Linked DNA regions of Zea mays: region 2 is linked to region 1. The links are chromatin contacts, called in public Hi-C maps. All regions are on one chromosome and are shown on one strand. The core of a region is the stretch at or near the end of the contact, and the rest is flanking DNA. Distances in the headings are between cores, read along the strand shown.

Region 1 (2,700 bases), core at 16-2,515:
TCAACCACCAAAATTATTTAGGAAAATGTTTGACCCTATTTCCTTTTCACTATGCTCCACACCAGCACATCACAAGTCCACCGACATGATTGCACGTACATAATCTCACGCTCTGGTCAATCCACTGGCTATCCTAGAGTGATACCTGTTGATAATCACTCATCAACACAAACCACAAGAGACAAGTCAACCTTGTTTTCACACTTATTGTGTTCACAAAATTAATAAATCAATATTTACATCTTTTAGGTTTATTAATATTTATATTACTGATAAAACTATTATGTCTAAATGTTTGAATACAGAATACTTATACTAATTACTACTAAAATATTTAATGTAATTAATCTAAAGATTTAAGTATCAACATTTCATATTAATTAGGTTTATCAAGCCAATATAAAAAAGTACATACTAATTACAAAATGAATCATATAATAATTAATATTTATGGGCTTGATAATTATATGGATGATCGATGAAAATTACTCACTTTGAATGGTATAGCCGGGCTGTGAGGGACGATCGGGCAGAGGTGGCCAGAGAGACACAGGCCGAGCGGTCGCATACAAGACCAGCGGGGGCAGTGCGGCAGAGCAAGTACGTGCGGGCGGACGGTGCTGCCGGACAGTATTAGAAATTTAGTGATGGTGCGCAACACAGGTCGACCTTGTTCGGTTGTTTTTGTACTTTATGAGTTGTATTGTATGTTATTAGAAAAAATATGATTTTTTTGATTTGACATGAATTTAAATCCATTCAATCTCTTTCAATCTATATAGATTGAGAAGGAATCGAATGGATCCTTAGTTGGTGACGGGGGTTAGGTGGTGCCGTGGTGGCAGCATGGTGTGGTCGGTATGTGGCTAGCGGTGGTGGCTGGATGCAGCCAAGATTGGTGGCCACGACGACGTAGGTGGGAGCGAGGAGATTATATGACCGACGAAAATTAGTAATATCAGTGGGCTAACAGCGCGCGGCCAACGAAAATTGATTTGTTTCCGTTGGCTACGTCGTTATCGATAAATTTCTGTCGACTTTTCTAAAAGTTCTATAAGTTCACAGAAATTATTTTGGTCCACGCAAATTTCTTATATTCTACTGTTGTGCTAGCCAAACTCTTCTAATAAAGGAAAACACGATCTGGCCTTTGCACTTTGCAGGAAGAAAAAGTAACGATGCAGGTGGGTGGTAAAACAGGGTCGACCAGTTTCTAACCCACACGACCCATTATGAAAATTTTGGGTTACCCACCGCTTGACCTACAAAACCCGGTGGGTTACCGGTACACCAAAGCTGAGCGTGTTGCAGCTATTCAGACGCACAGGCTCAACCCTAAGCACCCGAACTTAGGGGATGTTTATTTCTAGTAACTAATTTTTAGTCTTTTAATTTTATTTCATTTTAATTTTCTAAATTAATAAATACGTTTCCATATTTAATAATTTAGAGACTAAACTGAAATATAATTGAGGGACTAAAAAATAGTCTTTAGAAACCAAACACCTTAGTTAAACATTGATATTTCCATTGAAATATCCATTCAAGAGTAAGCACAAAACTGTAGACGTTAGATGAACCGTGCGAGCAATTAGCAAAAGTGTATTAAAAAGCACTTCTGTTCACATTTCAGTGCAACAGATAGTATGTTGCAGCTCTCATTATGACAGGACCAAAAAAGACAAGACATAAGTGTTGAGTTAGGAGTTGTTTGTTTGGGATTATAATCTACCTAGATTATAAAATCTAACAAAATTTTGAACTAGTTAGGGACTGAGGCAAACTCGTACCCCACACGAACTAGCTATCCATTATACGTGTATGTTAAGGAATGGAAAATTCGATACATACTAAAAAAAATGTGGTGGGTTATAGCACATGCAAAGTTGAAATTCATTTTAACAGTTGTGCCTTTTTAGGAAAAAAATGTTTTCAGCTTGTCTTAGTGACAAACGGATCCATTCGCCAGCCTCATCTTCATCCATATGGATCCCCGGTCGAGATCACTCTTGCCCATGACGGTGGACCCATACTCACTTGGTGACCAAGGTCCCGCGTAGTAGCTAGGGCCATCACCATGCTCGAGGGGATGGCGTCACCTCAAAGAGGCCAGAGAAGAAGGGGTCATTTGAGCCAAGCACAGGAAGGAGACAAAAACACAACCACTTGCTAGAGATGTCGCACAAGACGAGAAAGAGGCCACGGTCTCACAGATAAGAAGATGATCAAGATAGGAAAGAAGAAAAAACAAATTGATATCTTCATAACTAGTGGTAGATAAGTAATTTTTAAAAAGTTTTCTACTTTCAGATATATGATAAGTTGCTTTCAATTTTGTACTAGAGAAAAAAGATGTTGGTCCAAAGCACTTGTGACTTTTTATCCTTTGATTCACTTTTAACTTTTACAAAAACAAGTTTAAAAGCCAAACCAAATCTACCCTTAGTATTCAACTCCAACGTTTGATTTACAACTCAACCTAAATGCAATGTAACGTATGGTGCAGTTACAACTCAGTTGTCTGATATAAAAATTCCGATTCTCATTATAAAAATGTAGAGCTAGTTGTGACCCTAACAATTGCAACTAAGTTTTTTATTTTGTTGCAACTAAACCATTGTACCTATTATATTTGTATCAAATTAGGTACACCAAAGATTCTATCGCAACTTTAGTATCCAACTGCAACTAAGACTTTGT
Region 2 (2,700 bases), core at 33-2,532, 310 kb before region 1:
TTGTTTATGAGTGTTGTGTTACCTTGTTAGCAAATGTTTATTTTTATATTGTATAGTCTTGGGGAAATTCGATCATATGTGATGATGCGATGCTTGTTTAGTTGGTATGCTATGCATAATAGTTTAGTGGAGTAATTCTAAAGTTACTTGACATGCTATTGTTTGTTATTCTAAGTCCTAGGTATCCTAGATTAATGAATATATGTTTTGTTAATGTTCGGTGTTATTCTTTAGCTAAGGAGGGCATAGAACGTATGTATGGCTGTTGTTGCCAGATGTTTGAATTAGGTCCGAGTACCTGGAAGATCAAGATTGTTGTGTTAGAGAGTTAAAAGTATTTAGTGTTTTCGTATTAGAATTGTGATGCCTTGCTATAAGCGTTTGATATACTTCGGGTAATATTACCTATCTTGTGCTATTTTTATCTGCATTCGTTCATGTGCATCACACATTTCATTAGGTACACTAGTTGATCACGTGATGTGGAGGACAAGAACCGAATTGATCTCAAAGTGATGCTGGTCGATGAACCTAACGATGGATGATTCGATCGAGTGCTAGGACGGGAGATGGTCGTCAAGCGAGTATCATCTAACAACATTAACATAGTGTTTTATCCTAGGCAAATCTCGGTGCATTCACCTCTTTCCTTGTTGTTTACCAAAATTTTATCATCTTATATGATGCATTACGATCGTGCTGAGGGCTAGATGCACAGCAGTGGGCGACTCATCGCGGACTCACTATGACTATCATCATTGACTTGTACATCATAATGATATACTCGATCCGTCCAAGACTGGACTATCTATTTTAAGTGTTAAAGTAGTCCAAGGATAATCTACCTATTCTTTGTGCTGCATGTTAACTCCTTGTTACATGCATGCACGCATGCTGCATAGGAGTCGTTGGGATGACTCCTCCTTGCATACATATGTCCATATGATTGGTTAGCTGCACCGTCTCGTCCCATGTCACCACGTGTGTTGACTTTATCTGAGTTTGTGTTTGGTTGGTTGCACGTGTGAAGCGCAGGCTGCATGGACAGACGCAAAATAAGTTATGTTAGCTGCATCCACACGTACGTCTAAAACGGACGTACGCGGTTGGCCAGGCTCGCGCGAGATTGTACGTGTGGGTACAGTCATCCAATCAGGCGAACAATTAATGATCTTGTACACAGTAAAACTAGAGTACAACTTCAGTTCTGGTCTCCGGCTCGGCACTTCCCATCCACTAGAAGAGAATGGGAAGAGGTACATGTGCAAGTGGAAGAGGCGACTTATATGGGCCTGTTTGGTTTTCGGACGGAGACATCCTGGCTTGTGTCTTCGTGACCTGGCTGATCTAGAGCAGGTTTATGTGAGCCAGGCTCCAGAGAAACGCAAATAAATCCTGTATCTTATGAGCCAAGCTCACTTATCAGTTTTGCATCATCTAAGCCAGGTCCAGCTATAAATGCAGTCATCCAAACAAGCATAACTTGTATCGCTAGAGCCAGGCTGGAGAACCAAACACGAGAACGTATAAAGATGTTGTACCTCCGGAGCCGAGTTCGGTCTCATCAGGGTAACCAATCAGGCCCTATATGTACGTTGTGGGCTGAAAATTTCTGAAACGGTTGTTGCGCATGATTTGAGTGGGATATAGGTAGATCATCCTTGGATGGAGGGAGTATATACCTATCCAGAATAATGGTCATGCTGAATAGAGCAACTATAATAAAGTGTATATGCGGGCTCTAAGAAATGTAAAGGCTTCTACTGTTCTCTTGGCTTTAATCCAAAACAGCTTCTACTGTAGAAGTTGTTTCTACAGTGTTTTGTCTCTATGGATTATAGATGCAGCAGCCCGAACAATTGATTTTAATCTGATTAGAGCAAGTATAATAAGGTAATATAATCAGGCTGCAAAAGGTGTCATATTACATATATTAGATTTATAGTGATATGAAAAAAGAGATATAGAGAGAAGAAAATATGCTATTCACTAGTAGATAAAGGTGATCTGTTAAAGACTCCAAAACACTATGAGATAAAGTATGAGATAAAGAGGTGGATACAATATTAAATGTACGACTTATATTCTTATATTATAAAAATAGTTATTATATAACTAATATTTTAATTGGTTACATGTGACCTTGCGACGTTATAAAATATATACTATACACTGTATTATTAACGGGCGCGCCGTTTCGTGGATGAATAATTTAAGCCTGGCGTGGCTATTCAGACTTGACTCGTGCTTGGAGTCGTGCTTGGAGTAGCACGTTTAATATAAACATGGAAACTGAACACGGGACCTTAGTAATCAGTTCGTTTTGCTTCTGTGTGGTTAATTAGTAATATGAATAATCTTATGTTACAAAATCTGTCGTTTGATGATCGCTTGGCCAGACGCATATTCAACTCATGATGTCTTGCTCGTCGGGACTCGGGACATCACCCACGATGCAATCATACAGGTAGGTACACGACGAAACCTAACCTTTTTGCAAGAGGGCGGTGCAGTTCCGTTCCAACCAATGCACGGAGACTTCTACTTCTACATGATGGATTGCATAACCAAGTTATGCCTTCCTTCCTCGAATACGAAAAGATACCCTTTAATATCGTGACAGTGAAACCAGAATAATTATATCACGGTTCAGTTCCGCATCTTCGCAAATTATAACGTAAATAGCAACGATAATAATTT

The links. Hi-C and Micro-C count contacts between places; a contact is called where the count stands out from the background.
Region 2: a contact with region 1 is called in a Hi-C map of leaf, with 4 times the contacts expected there. The contact joins two enhancer-like sites. A contact is called at or near these places in 2 of 25 Hi-C or Micro-C datasets (ear and leaf).

The regions. Positions count from the first base shown.
Region 1 is chr9:33,930,661-33,933,360 of Zm-B73-REFERENCE-NAM-5.0, reverse strand. No RefSeq gene overlaps it. Among protein-coding and RNA genes, the nearest start is that of LOC100283083, 69 kb to the left of the region's middle. Within about 2 kb of position 1,265, at least 10 of the 20 cell types and tissues checked have an H3K27ac peak or open chromatin away from gene starts, as enhancers often do. A contact at or near this core is called in leaf, where this site is marked.
Region 2 is chr9:34,239,568-34,242,267 of Zm-B73-REFERENCE-NAM-5.0, reverse strand. It overlaps LOC103638229 (a long non-coding RNA gene), which reads left to right. Exons shown (of 3, transcript XR_558633.4): 3 at 461-840. Among protein-coding and RNA genes, the nearest start is that of LOC103638229, 3.8 kb to the left of the region's middle. Within about 2 kb of position 1,282, at least 13 of the 20 cell types and tissues checked have an H3K27ac peak or open chromatin away from gene starts, as enhancers often do. A contact at or near this core is called in leaf, where this site is marked.